Regions from separate parts of the Mus musculus genome. Here region 1 is linked to region 2. The links are chromatin contacts, called in public HiChIP or PLAC-seq maps. All regions are on one chromosome and are shown on one strand. The core of a region is the stretch at or near the end of the contact, and the rest is flanking DNA. Distances in the headings are between cores, read along the strand shown.

Region 1 (5,065 bases), core at 2,251-4,750, 58 kb before region 2:
AAATGACCCATCATTTCTCTACTCTCAAAGCAAAAAGGAATTTGGAATTACAAAGAAACTTTTATATTGTTCTTCAAAGACTGGCTCTAAGGAAAGGCAAGATGCTGACAGAGAGGACTGGGGGAGGGGCAGCTGAAAGGTCAGCTCCTGCCTCCTGCGTGAAAGAAAGAAGAGAAGGAAGAAGGGGAAGGGAGAGGGGGAGAGGGCGGGAGGAAGGAGGGAGAGGGAGGAAGAAAGAGAGGGAAGGGAGAAGGAGGGATGGAGAGTGGGGAGGGGAGGGGGAGGGTAGGGGAAAGGAGGGGAGGGGAGGGGAGGGGAGGGGAGGGGAGGGGAGGGGAGGGGAGGGGAGGGGAGGGGAGGGGAGGGGGAGGGAGGAAAGCAGGTAGGCAGGAGGGCAGCTGTTGAGAAGGTGGATCAGTGGTAAAGCAGTTGCTTAGCGTGCCCCAGGCCCTGGGTTATGTAGGTCCCTATCAATGAGTGGGGAAAGGAAAGAGTCCCTAGGGGAGGACTCACTACTGCTCTGCCGAGTGAGCATGGTATTAAACCAACTCCTAAGGACTTATTACCCCACATGGGAGCGTTCTCAACCTCCAGCAGAAAGGCTCTGACAGTAGACAGTGAGCGCCAGAGGCTCGAGACTGGCCAAGGGCAGAAACCAGAGACTGCAGAATGCTCTGCCCTCAGTGGAACATCTCTATCACACCCTGTCCTCCCAAGGCTCAGGGATCGCCCTGGGGGAAGGAGACAGAGCACACGAGACCCAGTGGACGGCTACAGGAAGCCAGTGCTTTCTAGACACCGAAGGGCAAGGGCATCTATAAACTGTTCACAGCTTTTGACTGCATGCATGAGACCTGTGAGAAACCAAGCCTGAAGAGGTGGATGTGGACAGGAACTCCTCTCACTGAGGAGTGACTGACAACTAATGGCTGCCAGCCAGGACTGGGGGGCAGTTTTCCTCAGGGGTGTGGGCTCTGATAGACTATTCATGCTCTGGTAGATGGCCAGACATTCGTGCACATACCTAGAGCAGTAACTAGACTCCATTTATTTGAGAGAGAGAGAACTTAAACCTGGGAGGGAGGGAGGGAGGGAGGGAGGGAGGGAGGGAGGGAGGGAGGGAGGGAGGGTAAGGTGGGGGTTAGAAGGGCATAGGGTGGAAGGGATTAAAATACATCAGACACCTGTGAAACTCGGTCAATTTGAAAAGGAGAAAAAAGAAGCGACTCCATCCGGAGTCCACAGTTAGAAAAAAGAAAAGAGAAAAGTGGCAGAGATGGGTGAGAGCCTCTTCCACCTGGTTTTAGTGTTGTCCTCTCTTGTGTCCAAGGGGCTACTTATTTCCTGGCTTCACTTCCTCCCAGCTGACTCATGCAAATCCCGCCCTCCTGCCCTGTCTGTCATCGGAAGGGCAGAACTGGTCACAATCCTCTCCTTGCCTGGGGATTTGTGGCTGTAATCTCCTTCCACAGAGAAAATGACAGCCAAGCCGTGACCTTCACTGGGCCTCCCTCCACCCGAGGAGCAAAGCCTGGTCTAAGTTAGATGCCAGCTGCCCAGGAGCCTCTGGGGTGTCAGCCAGGGCATGTCACAGAGCACGCCCCTCCCTGGAGAGCATCCTCTGGGAAGAGTAGCCTGAGCTGACGTGGAGGCTCATTCTCCCTGAGCCCTCCCCACCACAGAGCTTCATCTTCACACGTACCAAGCGTACCTTGGGAAACCTTAGCTGTGCTGTGCCAGCAAACAAAACAGCTCTGTGGATAGCGGGGCTTGCCATGCTGCGAATGCCCGCCTGAGAGGAAGTGCTGGGACCACCACGCCAAGATAAAACGGACTCCCTGCAGCCATCCCCTGCCCTCTGCGCACACTGTATACACGCACACAGATAACAACACACCAGGCATGGTGGCACATGCCTTTAATCCCAGCACTTGAAAGGCAGAAATAGAAGGATCCCTCTGAATTCAAGATTAGTGTAGTCTACATAAGGAGTTCCAGGCAGCCAAACTACATACAACCCTAAAAAAATAAATAAAAAAAAAATTTTTTTAAAAAAAGGAAGAAAGAGAAAGACCAGAACAAGCAGGCATTTAACTAACACCTGCTATATACCAGGCATAGACAGACCAGGCAAAGTACTCCAGGATCACACATTCCAGTATCTTTCCTTGAAAGATGGGTAGGGGACGCAACACCAGAAAGAAGCACAACCCAGAGCTGCTTGCCTGCTTCCCACCCTGCATAACAGGAAGATAAGTCACCATATCCAAGCACAGACTCCCATAGGCACCTTTGGCCTTGTCAAAAGCTTAGGAAACTAAGGTGCAAACCAGGAAATGTCAGTTCTATGACAGGCGCAACCTCAGGTAGAACAAGATAAGTACGGGGGTGGGGGGGAATAGCGTGAGCTCTGAAGACCCCATTCTTACTGTAGGAAGGGGCCTGTGTTCTGGCTCTCCTGGTAATTCCCATCTATCTTAGCTTATCACTCCACACCTTTGCCCCGCCTCTGCCCGATGTGAAGCTGAACCAAATGAGGTTGCCACCATTGAGGACCAGACGAACCAGGCTGCTGGCAATGTCACAATGGTCCAGTATAGTGCCCCTCACCCAGACATCCGTTCTATACTCAGTAGAGGGAAAGGGGGACTGGGCAGGCTGGGGAAATCGAAGACCTGGGTCGGAGCGGTGGCTACTCACTCTTTGACCTCCTTGGAGGAGAAGTCCAGGTAGCGATTGCTGATCCACTGAATCTCGAACCAGTCCCGGAAGCCGTTGTTCCCACAGCACTTGAACTCAATCTGGAGCATGTCGATGGTCTTTTTCATGAAGCACCGGCCGGGGGTGTCCGTATCCCGATAATACTTCATCCCATTCTTGAGTCCGTAAGCCAGGGTGCTCTCCAGGGAGCCCCGCAACAGAAAGCAGCAGAGAGCCACCAGGAAGAGGATGACGTTAAAGAAGATGCAGACAGCCAGGTACGGCTTCAGCCAGGGCTTCCACTTGGCGTACTTGGCCGGGTCCAGGGCATCATAGCAGATCTTCCCAGCCAGAGAGTTGAAGACACAGGACAGGACCCCCACCCCTATCAGGGAGTTGGGCACAAAGTGGCTCTCAGAATTATTCATCACTTCGCTCCTCTTGCGAAGTTCAATCTTCAAGAACAGCCCCAAGCTGAAGAGGACGATGCCGGCCAACACGGACAGCCAGTTCATAAGCCAGAGCCCCTGGGCCAACTTGACCCGCTTCTTCTGGTCAAACTTGACTTTGAGCAGCGCCATGCTTACCGAGTGCGTTCAGCAGCCTCCCACGGTTCAGCTTCCACTCCTAATCCGAGTGAGCTCCGGGGCTGGACCGCTAGGGTCTAGGGAAGAGCACCATGGGCCCAAGCTGCAGGGAGTTGCCCATTTTGGGGCCTCCCTAGCTTGGGATCCCCGTTAACTCAGTAACGGTAGCCGGAGCTAATCTAGGCCGCCGTATCTGCAGAGTCCTTCCCAGCCAAGGAGGGACAGTCCGAACACTGCAGATTAAAAAGTGGGATCCACAACGCAGTCACTAATCTCTTTAGCCAGGGTCATCCCATTAGACAAAGCTATGCCAATACAAAACATGGCCAGGAGGAGTCTCCGTGTATATACATGCTGGACCCAGCTCAGCTCAAGAATCCAGAGCCAAAAGGACAGAGGCTGGCTAAAAGAATAGGCTGGGCAGTTCCTGCACGCCTCAGTGAGGTTCTTTTGGGTCTGTGAGTCTGAGGCCAAGAGAGGGGATTGGAGAGATGGCTCCGTGGTTAAGAGCACTGACTGCTCTTACAGAGAGTTCAGACTTGGTTCCCAGCACCCACACAAAAGCTCACCCCCATCTGTAACTCAGTTCTAGGGGATCTGATACCCAATACTGGCTCCCATGAGCCCAGACACATAAATGATTCACAGACCTACACGCAGGCAAAACCAGCATTCACATGTGTTAAGATTACAAACAAAGACAGCAGTGGCCCACACTGTCAATCCTATCACTAGGGAAGCAGAGTTAGGCATATCTGAGTTCCAGGCCAGCCTGGTCTACAAAGGAGTTCCAGGCCAGCCAGGGCTACACAGAGAAACCTTGTCTCAAACTAAAGATCACAAACAAATAATTCCAGATTCCAGCCCTATCTTGGTGGTTGGGTGTTTTGTGAGTTTGTTTTTATTTTAGACAGGGTCTCGTTTTGTAGCCCAGGGCTGGCCTGAAACTCACCTTGTAGAACAGATTGCTTCAAATGCACAGAGATCCAACTGCCTCTGCCTCTTGAGTGCAGGGACTAAAGGAGTACAGTAGCACACATGGCTACTTGTAGCAAGTTCAAGGTCAGTGGGAGCTGCTTGAGAGCCTATCTCAAACAAACAAGCAAACAAAGAATCAACCAAAGGAGCAATACATCTGCCACTGTGGTCACAGCAAGGGGCATGGGAAGCCTTAGGGAGTGAGTCTGCTATGTTTTGTTGCTGTTTGGGGTGGGTTTTTCTGTCGTGTTTTTCCTTGTTAAGACAAGTTCCCTAGAGCCCTCATATTACTATACCAGGCTGGCCTCCTCGAAATTGAAGAAATCTTCCAATCTCAGCATCACCACGCCAGTTAATTGTCATTTCTAATTAGTAGATATTTTTCTAAGATTTATTTATTATATATAAGTACACTGTACTTGTCTTCAGACACACCAGAAGAGGGCATCAGATCTCATTACAGATGGTTGTGAGCCACCATGTGGTTGCTGGGAATTGAACTCAGGACCTCTGGAAGAGCAGTCAGTGCTCTTAACCACTGAGCCATCTCTCCAGCCCCCAGTAGATATTGGCTTACAAAATTGTGAACAGAAAATACAGAGTTACCATCCCCAGACGTCCCAACCAGGACTAGCTTGAATGACTCTGTTATATTTTTATATTGTTTTGTTTGAGACAGGATTTTGCCTTGTGGCCAAGGCTAGCCTTGAATTATCCCCCCTTTCTGACTCAACGGCTGAAGTATACTTTTTTTGTTTTGTTTTGTTTTGTTTTGAGACAGGGTTTCTCTGTGTAGCCCT
Region 2 (5,321 bases), core at 291-2,790:
CTCATGGAATTCACAGCCAGTGGGAGAAAACCTGTAAGCTGGAGGTTTCATATGAGTTGGGAGTAGCCCTTGCTGCCTAGTAAGTTTCTCCGAAGGCATGAGCTGTGCTAGCCACCTCAGAAGCAGGGTTTGTCGTTCCAAGCCGCCTGTGTAGAGCAGACTGAAAGGGAGCGAAGGCTGCCGAGCTTCTCTGGAGCTGCTGTGATTAGGCCACTTAGGGAATTCTTAGATTTGTCCTAATTGCAGTGAGAAGCTATGGTCTAAGGGAGTAGGGTGGGGATTTGAACTCAGGGCTGCAAGCATTGCTAACGAGCAATCCACTGCGGAGGATTTTTGTTTTGAAACTTCAGTATCATAGTCGTGCTTAATTGCTTGGGCTCAAGTTTTGTGTTCATGTGATCCTCCTGCCTCAGTTTCCTAGTCCTAGGACTACCAGTGCAGAAGTGCTCATGTTCTTTATAGACGATTTGACCGCTGTGTAAAAGGTAGGGATTAGAAAGGTTTGCACTGTAGTCTGGTCCTGCAAGAGCGGAAGGAATCAAGAATGTCTTCTCAGCCGGGCGTGGTGGCGCACGCCTTTAATCCCAGCACTCGGGAGGCAGAGGCAGGCAGATTTCTGAGTTCGAGGCCAGCCTGGTCTACAAAGTGAGTTCCAGGACAGCCAGGGCTATAAAGAGAAACCCTGTCTTGAAAAACCAAAAAAAAAAAAAAAAAAAAAAAAAAGAATGCCTCTCATTTATGCTTCTCATTTATGGGCCAAGCTTTGAGTGGCTGACGGTGCCACTTAGAATTTGGAGACGACCAGAAGAGGACTAGCTGGCAAGGGATGGTGACAGGATTCATATGCCACTTGTTGGGTACCAAAATTGAGCTGTTAGAAGTCACTGGCTGGTGGGTGTGTCCTGGGAGCAGCCCAAGTCATGTGAGAGCACAGAAGTGGACCAAGCTGTGCAAGGACAGTAGTGTGCCCAGTGGAATGCTGAGGAGTTAGGCCGTGGCGGCATGCCCACCCATCTGACAAGCAGCTTCTCTGCCGTGTGAGTTGAAGGGCTGGGCTCAAAGAGTGGGGAGTAAATACTGCAGCGGGGTTACAGCCTCATTTTGAGTACTTGGTGTGGGGAGAGAATGTGTGTGTGTAGGTCTGTCAAGTCTTTCATCTTTAACATGGTTCTGGAGATCAAACCCAAGGCTTAGGCACTTTACCTCCAGAGCCATTTTCCAACATTTTCACATGAGCTGAGAGTATCTACCCAAGAGGGAGAGATTAATAAAACAGCAAGTCTGATAAAGGGGCAGGATTCTTGAGAAAGGACAAAGAATTTCAGATCTAAGAACAAGGTTTATCAGGGTGGGAGGAGAGTGGAGTGAAGGCAGAAAAGAAGAGCAGGAGTTAGAGGGAGTGAAACCTCGGAGGCGGGGATGGAGGGCAGGCTGTGGTGCTCTCACGCATGGCCAGCATCTTGCAGGAAGAACAGGTGGCGGCTGGTTTCAGAAGGAAGTTGTTGGTCATCTCGGGCTGCAGGGCAAGTGGGACATAAGACACCTGCAGGCTGCTGCCTGGAGCCCTGAGTCTGCGCACTGAGAGCTCTGTACTGCTGTGCTGTTTCCCAGCCCCAGTTTGACTTTTTGACCTTTGCACAGTTGCACTGGGGAGAGGGAGAGGTGTTGAGGGAAGAAAGTATCCAAAGGATGCCAGTGGAAATGTATAAAACCCTTAACCAGCTGGCTCCTCTTTGAGGCAGCTGGTAGTACTTTTTCTTAGGTTCGTGTCCCTTGAACTGGCTACAGAATAACAGTAGAGGGAAATTAGGGAAAAAGGGGGGGGGGCTGGTGAGATGGCTCAGCAGGTTAAGAGCGCCAACTGCTCTTCTGAAGGTCCTGAGTTCAAATCCCAGCAACCATATGATGACTCACAACCATCAGTAATGAGATCTGATGCCCTCTTCTGGGGTGTGTGAAGACAGCTACAGTGTACTTACATATAATAAATCTTTAAAAAAAAAAGGGGGGGGTGGGGGAGGCTGGAGAGATGGCTCAGCAGTTCCAAAGGTCCCGAGTTCAAATCCCAGCAACCACATGGTGGCTCACAACCATCCGTAATGAGATCTGACGCCCTCTTCTGGTGCGTCTGAAGACAGCTACTGTGTACTTAGATATAATAATAAATCTTTTTAAAAGAAAAGAAAAAAGGCATTCAAAATTGATTACTGTAACTGGCTTAGAAGATGCAGGGCCATTTGTTAGGGATGGAGGTTAAGAAGGCCTGAATATAGGGAGAAAGGATGCATTCCTGGGAGGTGTCTTAGTTGGATGGAAATAGTGGGGAAGAGAAACAGCCACTAAGCAGCAGCATGTGGGATGAGCAGAGCTCTCCCAGCAAGTAGTGTTAATAAAGATGCTTGAAGGATGCCTTGGGATGGGATGCTGGGTGGGGCCGCTGGGTCTTTACTGTCCTCTCTCCCTTCCCTCCAGTGCTTCCATTCAGGAAAGTCCCAAGGGCTCCCTTAGTCCTAGACACTCTTGAAAGGGTGTGACTTGTTTAATTATCAATTTCTTAATAAAGTTGTAAATTGAACACTTCCTGTTCTTGTGGCTTCTTTGGCTCACTGGCTACAAACACATCAAACACTGCGTTAGAAGAACCAAAGCTCTTAAGTCAGGATAGGTGTTGCCTCTCAAAGTGGCTTATTTCAGGTCCACCAAATCCAACTTCCTTACATCATCAGGAGTTCAACTTTGTTCCTGGCTAGAATGTAAACATTTCACAAATATTATTTGTCTCACTTTTATCCTGCTTCACACCCTGATGGCCTTTCAATACATGTTAAAGTCGGTGGGTACAGTGGCACACACCTTTAATCCCAGCTCTCAGGGAGGCAGAAGCAAGAGGATCTCTATATTTGAGGCCAGTGTGAACTACACTGGGTTCTAGGCCAAACTAGGCTACATGGTGAGATCCTGTCTGAAGATATTGCTGAAGGTCCATCCCTAGTTTCTGTATTATGAAAAGAGTCAATGACCTACCTAAGGTCCCTTGGGAAGAGTCCCTGAATTATTACATTTTGGCATTTATACTAAACTGTTTAATCTACAACTAGTACAGCTGTATACAGCTGAGATTTCTGAGGTCTAGCAAGTTAAAATTGACCTTGACCAGGCATGATGGCACTTGTCCTGTGGTGCTGGCTGAAAAGACCCAGGGTCCGAGGCTGAAGTAAGGATCACTTTAGGAGAGCGAGAGCTTGGACAACAGAGTTTTGGGGGTTGTTTTGTTTGGGGTAGAGGGATCGAGACAGGGTTTCTCTGTGTGGCCCTGGCTGTCCTGGAACTCACTCTGTAGACGAGGCTGGCCTCGAACTCAGAAATCCACCTGCTTCTGCCTCCCAAGTGCTAAAGGCGTGCACCACAACTGCCCAGCTGTTTTGGTTCTTTTTAAAAAATAAAGTCAAGGCTGCTGGGGTGAGGAGGTTCAGTGGTGAAACGAGCGGCCATGAACCTGACACCAGCCTCGACACATGCCGGAGCAGACTCCTATCTCCTCAGGACTAGGTTATCCTCAGTGCTCCTAGGAAGGGGAGCTCCTGGCAGTAAGGTGATTGGGATACTAGGTGTCATTCCGGGCCTGAGCTGACAGTTTATCTGTGTTTGCTGGAGAGCAGGCCTGGGCCTCAGGCGTGATTTTCACATGTGCATTCCCAGCCCTGTTTTGTTTTGAGACAAAGACTTACTCTGTTGCTCTGGCTGGCCTAGAACTCATTTCATACAAGAGGACTGGGCTCAAAAAAGTCCTCCTGCCTCAGCATCCTGAATGCTGGGAGTGCACTTATGCCTGACTAAAAGTATGTTTTTGTTTTTGTGGTTTTGCTTTGTTTTTTGAGATCTTATTTTTATTTTGTGTGTCTAGATGTTTTGCCTGCGTTTATTTATGTATGTGCACCACATGCATGCAGTGCCCTCGGAGGCCAGAAGAGGACTTCGAAGACCCTTTGGAGTTGGAGTTACAGGCCTTTGATTGCTACCAGGGTTTTGTCGTTTTGATTTGAAGTTTATTTTAGCTTGTTTTAGTTTTGTTTTTGAAACAGGGCTTCTTTGTTGTAGCCCTGACTGGCCTCAGACTTAGAAATCTACCTGCCTTTGTCTGTGCTGGGATTAAAGGCGTGCGCCACCCACTACCACCACCCAGCCTTACTTTTAGCTTTTAATATAAAGGAAGCAAACCATATATTTTTTTCCTTTATAAACTCTGAGATTTCCTAGAAGTGCAGATAAGTGTACTTAGAAGTAGGCTAATCCTTACTGGTGTTTGTATTCTGACTCCCTAGATCTGTGAACATTTGACTTTAGAAATTGCAGAAGTCTGCCCAGGATTCCTCTAGGTGAGATCACACATAAAGGGAAAAAAAGCACCTTGGCACTGGGACGTGTTTAGAGCCTCATCTGCTCTCTAGGTCTCTTTCTCATCCTTTCATTTTTCTTACTTTCACAATTTGTCCAGCCCAGGCTGGCCTTGAACTATTGGCAGTCCTGCCTTAGCCTCAAGTTCTGGGATTACAACAGAAGCCACCAAACCTGGCTCTCCAGACAGAAGCCACCATGCCTGGCACTCCAGGTAGCCTCTTTCTTTCTTTCTTTTTCTTTTTTTTTTTTTTTTGCAAATGGCTATTTTACTTCAGAGGTCCACTTCTCTTTACAAGTAGACCCTTTGGCCAAGTGTGATGGCACACCCCTATAATCACTCCGGAGGCAGAGGTAGGCAGAAGTCCTGAGTTCCAGGCCTTCCTGGTCTACATGACAAGCTTCAGAACCATCAAGACCGCATAGACCCTCATCTAAAACAACACCAGACAGTGCAGACGTGTGTCACATGCTTGTGGTCCTCACTCACTGTTACAGGTCTGTCACTGCCTATGTGGTATAGATGGTGGGCCCGAACAGTGTACCAGGCAATGAGACGAGAGTAAGACCAAGAAAGGTGAGGGAGGGCACCCTGCTCTCTGAAACAGAGGGCCTAGAGAAGCTGAGCTGAATATAAAACTGTAGGATAGTGTCACATACCTGAGTACGTTCTTTAATGCACTTAAAATGTGCCTATCTCAGGCTGTAGAGACGATTCGTTCTGTGGGTCAGCTGCTGGCTGGACAGTTGGGTCAGCCAGAGTTCAGATCCCCAGAGTCCGGTCAGATGCTGGGCAGGCAGACTGGCGGACAGGTGGGTGGGTGGGTGGGCTCAGTGGCCCACCTGTAATTCTAGTTGTTGGAAGGCAGAGCACTCAAAGCAGACTGGCGAGCCAGGGTGCCACACTGGTGAGCTCAGTGAGACCG

The links. HiChIP or PLAC-seq counts read pairs in DNA pulled down with a chosen protein or histone mark.
Region 1: an H3K27ac HiChIP or PLAC-seq map of embryonic stem cells shows a contact between it and region 2, with 10 read pairs. The contact joins the promoter of Prph2 here to the enhancer-like site in region 2. A contact is called at or near these places in 4 of 39 promoter capture datasets (the 3T3-L1 cell line, the SN4741 cell line, cancer-associated fibroblasts and 1 more), 71 of 484 Hi-C or Micro-C datasets (3T3-L1-derived adipocytes, the C10 cell line, the C2C12 cell line and 46 more), 21 of 115 datasets of contacts at active chromatin or transcription factors (CD8 T cells, the HPC-7 cell line, the SCID.adh cell line and 16 more) and 3 of 9 other capture datasets (adipose tissue, liver and pancreatic islet).

What each region holds. Positions count from the first base shown.
Region 1 is chr17:46,908,913-46,913,977 of GRCm38.p6, reverse strand. It overlaps Prph2 (peripherin 2), which reads right to left and starts at 3,500. Exons shown (of 3, transcript NM_008938.2): 1 at 2,701-3,500. The coding sequence starts at 3,281.
Region 2 is chr17:46,849,135-46,854,455 of GRCm38.p6, reverse strand. It overlaps a transcript of Bicral not described here. Among named protein-coding and RNA genes, the nearest start is that of Bicral, 20 kb to the right of the region's middle. Within about 2 kb of position 1,540, at least 95 of the 459 cell types and tissues checked have an H3K27ac peak or open chromatin away from gene starts, as enhancers often do. A contact at or near this core is called in the C2C12 cell line, the G1E-ER4 cell line, the HPC-7 cell line and 18 more, where this site is marked.